2 separate regions of the Siniperca chuatsi genome follow, and region 2 is linked to region 1. A link is a contact called in public Hi-C data. All regions are on one chromosome and are shown on one strand. The core of a region is the stretch at or near the end of the contact, and the rest is flanking DNA. Distances in the headings are between cores, read along the strand shown.

What was found. Hi-C and Micro-C count contacts between places; a contact is called where the count stands out from the background.
Region 2: a Hi-C map of liver shows a contact between it and region 1, with 3 times the contacts expected there. The contact joins two enhancer-like sites. A contact is called at or near these places in 2 of 3 Hi-C or Micro-C datasets (liver and skeletal muscle).

Annotation. Positions count from the first base shown.
Region 1 is chrLG4:12,550,108-12,555,615 of ASM2008510v1, reverse strand. It overlaps zgc:162879 (ras and EF-hand domain-containing protein), which reads right to left. Exons shown (of 17, transcript XM_044192115.1): 15 at 5,408-5,508; 16 at 5,221-5,297; 17 at 4,335-5,132. The coding sequence ends at 5,030. It overlaps fkbp16 (FKBP prolyl isomerase 16), which reads left to right. Exons shown (of 8, transcript XM_044192118.1): 6 at 70-251; 7 at 525-602; 8 at 3,835-4,490. The coding sequence ends at 4,203. Among protein-coding and RNA genes, the nearest start is that of zgc:162879, 14 kb to the right of the region's middle. Within about 2 kb of position 3,110, the one cell type or tissue checked has an H3K27ac peak away from gene starts, as active enhancers do. A contact at or near this core is called in liver, where this site is marked.
Region 2 is chrLG4:12,604,549-12,610,056 of ASM2008510v1, reverse strand. LOC122874374 (RNA polymerase II elongation factor ELL) reads right to left here. Exons shown (of 12, transcript XM_044192117.1): 7 at 5,237-5,351; 8 at 4,068-4,524; 9 at 3,496-3,559; 10 at 2,832-3,003; 11 at 2,679-2,723; 12 at 1-1,636. The coding sequence ends at 1,526. Among protein-coding and RNA genes, the nearest start is that of LOC122874377, 10 kb to the left of the region's middle. Within about 2 kb of position 2,901, the one cell type or tissue checked has an H3K27ac peak away from gene starts, as active enhancers do. A contact at or near this core is called in liver, where this site is marked.

The sequences.
Region 1 (5,508 bases), core at 1,861-4,360:
CCTTTCTTCTGAGCTTTTTTGTGTCAACAGTATTTGTGTCAGAGGTTGTGTGGCTCTGTCTCTGTACAGATGGTGGTGATGGCAGCATGAAGGCAGAGGAGGAGGAGGTGCAGGACTACCGGGTGAAGTGTTTGAACAACCTGGCCACTGCTCAGCTCAAACTGGAGCAGTACGATGAGGCACTGCACACCAGTCGGGATGTTCTGACCCTCGAGCCAAACAACGTCAAGGCCCTTTTCAGGGCAGGAAAGGTGAGGGCCCACCCTGTCGTGTTATTACTGAGAGACGACATTACTGCAACTGCGAGAAGCATCTCATTGGATCCTTATCAATCCATAAATGATTATTGCAGGGAGGGTTCCTGGAAGGAAGAGGAATTTGTTTAATATGGGATTAGCTTTAATTATTTTTGAGGAAAAAATAGCTGCGACATTATTGCTATCTATTGCTATCTATTCTCTGCCTATTTTGATTCATGGGTCCTCCAGCGCTGCTCACACTGTAGGTTTTCTAATCTCTTTCAGCTTCTGTCAGACAAGGGTGAATACAAAGAGGCGATGGAGGTGCTAAAAAAGGCCTTGAAACTGGAGCCGGCCACCAAGGTGAGATTATGTGGGTGAGCTGGTCCATCCCCTCGCCACATTTCTTCCAAATCTGCCTGTGAATCCCATCCATCCCCCGCAGGCGCAGAGGAAAGGTCATTCTAAAATTAGGTCACCATTATTATTAGAGCCCCAAATCTACCAATCAATACAAATTAATGGTGGCCGACTAAATTTGTGCTTTTTTTAAAGATTAAAAGTAAATTCTGAATTTTGATTTCAGTGCTAAAGAAACACGATCAAGCCTGGACTTGTATTTCACAATGAAGGAATGAACGAACAAATCTTTGTGTGTGGTCATTTATTTGACAATAATTCAGACACATAAATCGACAACAAACCAAAATTTCTCATATGTATACCACCCAGCATCTGACAATATAATGACCTCAGCCTTCTGCATATATGTCCCAGGAGATATCCAAGAACCTCACATAAACACAATTTATATGTAACATAAACTTAATTTAACAAGACTAAGAGTCTAAGGCCATGCCAGTGGCTCTGTAAACATCAGCATGCTGACATGCTCACAATGACAATTCTAACATGCTGATGTTTAGCACGTGTAATGTTTACCATGTTAATCATTTTAGTTTAGACTGAGCATGCTGACATTTGCTAAATAGCACCAAACACAAAGTACAGCTGAGGCTGATGGGAATGTCATTGCAGGTATTTGGTAATAAACCAAAGTATTGGACAAATTGAAATTTTGACTTGATGATGGCGCTGGATGAAAAGTTCAATTTCCAATTCAATTTATTTATATAGCGCCAATTCATAACAGAAGTTATCTCATTGCACTTTTCCTATAGAGCAGGTCTAGACCGTACTCTTTGTAATATAATTTACAGAGATACAACAAATGAGCTCCCACCATGAGCAAACATTTGGCGACAGCGGCAAGGAAAAACTTTAAGAGGCAGAAACCTTGGACAGAACCAAACTCAGGGTTGGCGGCCATCCACTGCAGTGGTGTTGGGTAGAGAAAGAGAGAGAGAGATAGAAGAGGGGGGCAGGTAAGAGTATACAGAAGCACAATGCAAATTCCACATATAATTTTTAAATAATAATGTAATGGTAGTGGTAACACTACAGGAGAGGGAAGATGTGGAGTTAGTAACATGCAGTAATGGGATAAAAATGTGCATCATGGGAAGTCCCGGCAGTCTAGGCCTATAGCAGCATAACTAAGGGATGGTTCAGGACTCACCCAAGCCAGCCCTAACTATAAGCTTTATCAAAGAGGAAAGTCTTAAGCCGACTCTTAAATGTGGAGATGGTGTCTGCCTCCCGAACCCAAACTGGGACCTGTTTCCACAGGAGAGGAGCTTGATAACTGAAGGCTCTGGCTCCCGTTCTACTTTTGGAGACTCTAGGAACCACAAGTAACTCTGCATCCTGGGAGCGCAGTGTTCTAGATGGGTAATAAGGTACTAGGAGCTCTGTAAGATACGATGGTGCCTGACCATTAAGAGATTTGTGGGTGAGGACAAGAAATTTCATAGCAATCCATCCAATAGTTGAGACATTTCACTTAAGAACACAAATGTCAACCTCATGGTGGCGCTAGAGGAAAAGTCCTCTGAGGACCATGAATGTCTGTACAAAACTTCATGGCAATCCATCCAATCGCGGTTGAGATATTTCAGTCTGGACAAAAGTGGTGGACGGGCAGACCCGTTGACCGTCATTTCCATCCTTAAAGCCACGATGCTAGTACGGCTAAAAATATATAAACAAACACAACCCAAACTAAATAGTCATTTATGCACCAATTTATGTCAGTTAACACAATGTATGTCTGATTCAGTTCATGAGGAAAAATATACAGTCTATAATTCATATAAATATATTCAGAAAATGCAAAAACATTGTTGAAAAATCATTTGATCAAATCTGAATCTGGAACTTGAACTTTTTCAAACAACATTTGTTGCAAATCATGATGCAAGGGACACAATGAATTTCATTTTCCACCTCACTAAGTTCACAATGTTCACAGTTCCTCTCATCTTCATCCACACGCTTATATCTTACAGCTGCTTGTTTTTATTGCATCTTTGCAGTTACCAGAAAAACATTTTTGGGAAACTGTTAACACCACGTAATCGTGAAGAAAACCCCCTTCGTGTTCAGTATGAAAGTTTAGAGAATATAAAAAGAAAGCTGTTCACACATTAGCCTGAAGAACAGAGATGCCTTGGATCCCAGTGAGCTACTTGTGTTGAAGGCCTGTTCTGTCTTGTTTGTGTGGTTTGTCTAATCTGCCAAATCCTCCACAGAGGGTCTGGCAAACTGCACATTTGGCAGTCTACAGATGTGACCACACTGCTCAGAATTGTCCGGCAAACTTGGTAAAAAAAACAACACATATGAGCTAAATATTGTCGCTCTGAAGCCCAGCGCGCCAAAAGTAGTAAAGTGAAGGTAAGAAAGAGCCAGAGTCACCCTCGCAGCTACAATATGGACTCCACACTGTATAATTAAAGATAACAACTCTGGTGTACTGTTCATCTCAACAAGAAGGAACAATAATCCCACTTTATGAACATTATTTTAGTTTACTGGTTTCGCTCACTGCAGGTGGAGTTTGATTCGGAAGAGTCTATTAAGTGTGAGGAGTAAATTTCCATCTGCTGTTTAAAACCCACTGTTGCCAGTATTACAGTGACCTGACCTATAGGGCACACTGCCACCATCACAAATATGTCTGGTCTTGTCTAGACAAAACGAAAATATCTGCTGCTTTGGTAATTACACCCTTGTCTCAATGCTGGATTAAATACTGTGGAGAAAACTGATTTAGCTGCTCTGTGAGAAAGTTATTGTACTGCAGTCTGTAGATGGACACATAAAACACTTGAAGCACAAACAAGAATTTATGTATTATCTTCTATTATTTTAATACATTTTATAAGTTACAACCTCTAATGGAATGAATCTAATGGAAGTTACAAAATATGATAATAAGTCCTTTGCATGGACATTTGGGATAAAGTTTAAAGTGCATTTTAAAAGCAAAATTAAAAATTTATGATTTGTTGGCTTCTTACACTTTTGGCCTTAGTCATTACATTGTAAGGCTTCTTGTTTCAGACCTCTGCTCTCACCTGCTGGACACTTCTAAAACTGCAACTTCAAATTCTCAAGATAAAAGGTTTCATGTCTCCTTTCTAATATTAGGATGTGTTAAGAAGTTTCCCCCCCCCCCCTCACTTCTCTTTAGGCAATCCACATTGAGTTATCTAAACTCGTCAAAAGGCAATCAGGAGGAAAAGATGCTCAGGATTGGAAAGCTAAACCAGCGGACATGCTTGGAGACAATATCGCACCTTTTCTGATTCCTTCTAAGAAGAAACAGTTTGTAAGCCATAACAGATATATCTCCAATAGGTTTTGTTCTGATAACAGACTGGATTTTGACTGTCTTTGTTGTTGTGTTTTAGGGACTTTCCTGGAAGATTATACTCGGAGCTCTGGTTGTAGCCTTGGGCAGCTTAGTGACGTCAATGATTCTGACTGCAAGAAACTGAAATCATCATCATGTGCAGGTGCAGAGTTTGGTCTCCAGTCCTCTTTAGTCAAGTTCAGTTGAAAAGAGTTTTCTACTGTAAAGACATGAGAATGAGTTTCACATGGTAGAAAAATGTCTCACTGAAAGATGTACAGTATTTATGAGAAAGAGATTTCTGCTGATCGATAAGACAGAAGTTTCTAACAGTCATCTTTCCAGTTATGTCTGTTTTATTTGGAAAAGGGATTACAATTTATGTTTGTCATAAAAAAGGGTCCTGGAAAATATTATGGTATCACAGATATCCAAAAAAAAAAAAAAAAAGAAAAAAAAAAAATAGTGTCCTGGAAGTTTTGTTAAGACTGTAACCAAACTACAAAACGTTAGTAAACAAATAACACTTTCAGCATGAGAAATATTTGATCAGTGCTCCAATAATTGAAGGTGCTGAAAGTGAAATGTAATATTGCTTACACTGATGCTTAATAAAAATGTTTCAAAAAAATTTACTTTGTCAGAAGTTTGTTCTCAAAAAGTATAAAAAAAAAGATTTTTTTTTTCTGTCTGGCAAAACTATTTCCAACTTCTATTTAATTATTTAATCTCTATTGAGGCATCAATCCTTATTTATTTACTTTACTACCAAATAAATACAAAATCTAAGAAAAATATATACATGATTACATTACCTGCATTTATATTTGTGCAATTTTCCAACAATAAAAATCATCATTTTGATCAGAGAATTAACAATTACAAAAATATATTTAAGGCTTGAGAGTTCAATATTTCAAAAGGTTAAAATATGTAAGAAAATGTTCTTGCATGAAAAATTTTGTTCTTCATCACAAAATAAAAATCACTTGGTGTCCTTCATTGCTCCATCGTATCTACTGACATCAGTCACCTACAGTCCACAGCAGGCGTTAAGAGTCTTCTTTGGGTTGGATGAACTCAGTCTGACCTGAGAACCTGACTGCCGCCTCAGTTTGACATTTTTCTTTACTTCTCTGTGGAAAGGGGAAAATAAGTCTAAGTGTTGCCATGGTTTGTGAAGGAAAAACACTTCAAACTCAAGCTCCCTCTCTGTCCTCCTACCTCGCTAGATGAAGCACAGCCTCGACGACGTTGGTTCCCTCTTTGGCACTCGTTTCACAGAACAAGGCGTCGTATGCCTGCAAGCAAAGCAACGACATACCTGACTGCAGTCAGTTTATTTAGACACGTGGGAGGCCGGGCGTATGTACTAACATTTTTCCTTCAGGTGGAATGAAAAATTACACACCTTGGCCAACTTCTCTCCGTGCAAACTGCTCACACAGCTTCCCTGTGGAAGCTGCTCGCGGAGGTCCACTTTGTTTCCAATAACACACATGGGGATTTTCT
Region 2 (5,508 bases), core at 1,652-4,151, 55 kb before region 1:
AAATGTCTGAACAAATATGTTAAGGCAAATATTAGCTTCATCCCCCCATTTTTAACCATTATTAAGACAACAGTTTTGAGTACAGCTACACTGATGCAAATGTCCAAATAACACTGAAATCTGATCACTATTTCCTATTTCAGGCCACAGCTAATTAAGATGAAATAAAATTACAGCTTGTGGTTATTCAGATGTACCTGCCTTTGTACAAATAATTCCAGAAAGTAGTTTGAACTGAGTGACCGACCCACAGTGCCATCCTTCCCACGCTTTACACATGGGGCTAAAATTTACCCAGTCCAATTTGTTAAAGGCATCTCTATCACATCCAGCAGAATAACATCAAAATGTAACACTCACTGAAGTGAATTATTGTTATTCAATAAAATCCCATATTAAACATCATCAAGACTTCATTGAACCAAAGCAAAATCATAGTAAATCAAAATGTTCGGACAAGCTTGATTACAAAGATAAATAGCCTGTAAGCTTTTAAAGTGAAAATGTATGTTTCAAAGAGCAACTTGTATTCATTCATCTACAGATCACTGTACTGTGTATCAGCAAACTAACCAAAAGACTTGGGAGATTTGTTAGTTGATAATGAAAAGGCAGTTCATGGTAGGCTACATGTGGGTGAAACTGACACTAAATGTGTACATGCACTATCTTGAAACCAGCATTATGATACTGGGAGGAATGATTTTGTGGCACACATTTCTTAGAAATGAAACAGGAAGTTGGCAGAAAGCTACGGGGTGAAATTCCTTATGATCAAAGCCTAAAGAAACTGGTCCTGACCACAGATTCTGTAGCACATTGTGAAACAGCTCTGCATATTATGCGTTAAACTTCATTTTGGGATCATTTCATTGAGTTAAACCTTTGCAGGGTGTTAGTCCTGCAGAAATATAGGTTTTGTATGGATGATACATTTTGTTACACTGTTCATGGCATGACCATATTATTGTCGTCATGTGATCTTATCACTATAACTAATGAATGCTAACTAATGAAACTAATGACTTTCTATCAGCAAATAAACAAATAAACAAATTCCTCTATATGTTAAATATAAAGACTTTAGTAGCACTTTTTCCCCTAAGATTGATTGTACCATCAATTTAATACTTTTTATAAATCAACGCTTTTGACGTCTGACGAGATAAAGGACAGCATAAAAAATGCATTTAAGATGGAAAGGATCACATATGTTTTGCATTTCAGAAAAAATGGATTTGGCTTTCACTGTGTCATCTGACCATTTTACAGCAGAACAAAATCCCGCCATTACAGCGATAATCATAGTTGAAAACCATAATGTTAAAGGGCAACATTTGATCACGAGTCGGTGGTCGCAGCCCACTTTTGAAAAAAGAACCTCGCTCCTCGATTCCGTTAACACTCGGAGGAGTAAAGTGAATAGTGTCTCAGCGACTCCAGGACCAAGCTGGGAAGTCTTTGCGTCCATAAGGAGTCTTTTGGTCCAGTCATATTACACCCTGCTGAGGGCAGAGGCCAGTTACTAGGAGAGTTCCTGTGCTTGGTCATAATCTGTGATCAGGACTTTGATATGCGACAGTTTCTGATGGAGGTACTCGCATCGCTTCTTCTCTTCCCGATACCCAGGAAACTTCTGTAAAGAAAAACAAGGGGCACCAGTGAGTTTTCAGTAACGCATATCAAAATCTAGCATGATGGGCCTCATGTAAGAACATTTCCGTATTCATATCATAAACCTCTCTTTGTTTTTTACAGGAGGTTTACTTGAGTGTATAAAATCGGATTCAGCAAACACTCTTAACTGCACAAACATGTTAGAAATTGCTTGTTTCGACCTGAAGAATGACACCTGTAGATAAGTGGCTGCTCATTTGTGAGATTTTGGCCATTATCATAATAGCCCCTGCATATGAGGCAGATTTTTCCAATCCATTTGTGAGCAGATTTCACTAATAAAAATGTGACAAAAACAACTTTAGTTGTGTCAGTAGGCTAGTGATATTAGGGGATTATACAATATTACTACAGCTATCAAAGCCACGTCAGGAATAAAAAAGGAATGGGTTGACATGAAGTTAGATGCCAAATGTCTTGCTAAAGCAAAACAGTCCATGACTAACATATGAGGTCGTCCAGGGGACGGGACATGATAGATGATAATAAATTGGATTGCGGGTGATATTAAACTGCCAGGTGCTTTAACGGAGGATGTTCCCCTGGACAGCAACCTGCACAAAAACCTTGACTGAGGCAGATTTTTCCAAGCAAGAACTGAACTGTATGAATTGTTGTGCCAAAATACTCATGCCAATAAAATCAAAAAGGAACAGTTGTCCAACCTCTCAATGATTTGGAGAGCCATGATGCACATCACACTGACCAGGTGAATAGTATTAATATTTTATTTTAAAGGGTTATTTTTGTTGATTTCAGGAACATATTTAATTACCAAATTCATTCAGATTAAGGCATTATACTTTAAGTCAAATAAGGTGTTTACCCCTGTGGAGAAGGGTACTCTGTATATGACTTGTACGACAGGCCTGGATCACTTAAGTTCTCTTAAATCCCTTATATATGCCACTTAAGAATCAATATGTTCATATGAGTTGTTCTTAAATGAGGCCTAGTGCATAGTACTACATGAAATGAGATACACTTTAAATAATTCTTACTTTCTTGTACTTTCGGTATTTTTGTAGTATTTGGTCCTCCATGAGCTGAAAAGATTACAAAAGAAAGTGTTAGTCTGCAGTGTATCTGATCTGTTCACTGTTTGGTGTTTCATTACAAACAGAGCAGTTAAAGGCTCCTGATCTAGACAGTACCTTGTACTCTTGTGTTCCAGGGGAGAGAGTATTGATCTTTGAGCCCAACTGAACAAACATGTCTGTGATAGCCCCAATCCGGTCATGAAGAGCTCTGTATTCATCATACTCGGCACAGAAGTCGTCCTTATACTGTTGCCGCTGCTCCAGTGCTGTTATGGTGCTGTATTTTCTGAAAAAAAGGAAAACATTAACTTATTGAAATCTGCTGTTTAAAAGCAGAAGTGATCTCTTGAAGCCAAGTCATTTCCCAATCTTTCCAGGAGATGGCACTGCAGAACGGAGTGAGAGGCCTGACACGTCACTGATTTAACAGCATGATGTGTTGACCAGATGTATAAATAAATGTAAGACATAAGATCATTTGTTTGCAAAGTTATTCTTGGTGAAGCTTTGTGACAGCTCATTTAGACATGTGTTTTACTTCCTTCTATTTATGTCAATGTTGTGAAGCTGAACCCAACCCTTTTGGGACGAGTTGGTTTCTTTTCTCAACAGTGGGTTAGACTCCGAAACCTAAACCCCTCAGTGACAGATGTGGACTTATGTGGCCCCTCTGAAGTTGTGACAATTATTTTGGTTTCATTCCTGAATCATAAATCCCTTCTGAATGTGGGATTATAACATATAGCACAGTCAGGGACACAGTGTGTATTTATCTTACATTAAATAGTCCGGCAGTTCCTCTGCTGAGGTTCGATTGACAGGTGTTTTCTCTCCCTCATGGTCTGTAGATAGGAAAAACACACACACACACACACACACACACACACACACACACACACATTGAAAAAAAGGTTAAAACAATCTGCCAATGCAAATGCGATAATGTGCCTATCATATCAAGGCTGGTGGAATCATATATCACGGTCTCAGATAAGCGATCTTATACAAGGAAAACAGTGACGTCAGCAGCAGAGGGCAGAGTGGGAGGCAATGCTGCCTGCTGACTCGCTCGACCGTAGGTCACCCAGCTGTTTCACAGTCAATCATCAACAGACTAGAGGGGGGAGTGACGACTGGAAGGCGGAGAAAGCAGTCCTAACAACACTCACTGCTCTCTCAAATGAAAAAAGATGAATTGCTCCTTGTGGGCTTCCAGCAGCAACTCAGGATTTTTTCCTTTTAGCTAAATGAAAGCTGATAATGTCTTGGCCCGAACAAATAATCTAAAACAGATTTATGACAGCACAATAGGATACACAAAGTGTGACATAACCTTTTATGGACATTTACCTTTGAGATTATCTTGGTTCTGCTTCAGTTCTGGACTGGTCTCAATCCAGTCTGGTTTTAAGCGCTCTCGTTCCTTGTCTTTATGCTTTTTGGACCTCTTCTTTTTATGCTGGCCATTGGTGAACTGTTGGTCAGTGCAGATGGAGGTGTCAGTGTGTGGGGGCTTAGGGCTAGGTGCAGAAGGAGCTGGCTCTGTCCTCTCCAGTTTAGGAATAGTAGTTGAACTGCTGAGTTTGTGCGGCGAGTACAGACGATTTGGGCTCCCCTGGAGATGATTGTTGGTTTTGTCGAACTCCAGTTTGATCTGTACACTAGAATTTCTATGACTAGAGGAGCTACGAGCCCCATTGGTGCTGTAATCTCCATAAGAGGGCGACTGCAGAGGCAAACACTGGTCTAATAGTCTTTGTTTTTTGGGGGTCTGACAGTTGGATGGGTCCGAGGGCAATGGGCGTTTCTAGAGGGGAAAAAAGTGAATACAGTGAATGATTCCTTTTAACTTTTGAATATTAGAGTGCGAATTACTTGATATGAACCAAAAGTACCTGTATCATGTGCATAAATAGATATTTACTTTAAACGAATAGTTTTGGGAAATATGTTAATTTGATTTGATTGATTTTTTATTTTTTTTTGCTAAGCACTAGATGAGAAGATTGACACCACTCTTTTATCTGCACGGTAAATATGAAGCTACAGCCAGCAGCTGCTTAGCTTAGCATAAAGACTGGAAATGAGGAAACAGCCAGCCTTGTGCTGTCCACAGGTAACAACAGCTCACATATTAACACGTTATACTATATCTCGTTTGTATAATTTGTACCAAAACAGAAGTGGGGGTTATGTGGCGAGCAATTTCTTGGCCAGGACCAGTAACTTCATGGAGTCTCTGTTAGTGTTACAACTGATCCTGGCCAAGAAATAGTGCGCAATAGGAGGGGTATCGATCTTCTCATCTCACTCTTGATAAGAATGCAAATAAGCATATTTCCCAAATTGTTTAACTATTCCTTTAATTCCAGTTAGGGCTATATTTAGTCTGAAGCTCCTCAATGTAATTACACAAAGATATAGCCGAAATAATTCCAATAATGTGTATCTGCAATCTATTCTCAGTCAAGAATGTATGAAGTAGGGGGAAATGCAATTCATTCAAGGTGAATAATTACCACAGAGAGATTCTTGGCAGGACTGAGTTGTGAAGGAGAGTCCCCGGGAGTTTTGTGGAATGAATGGTTGGACTGGGGACTCTTCAACTGGCTACTGTGGAGTGGCTGAAGTTTCCTGGAGAAAGATTAAGAACACGGCACCTTCATTTGGACAGTAACTGCAAGGTAAAGGGCATGTAAAGCTAAACAGGAAGAGGCAGTATGTAGGTCATAAAGCCTGCTTTGGCAGATTTATGAGCAAGTGGACAAGCAATTATCATTTATTTTGACAC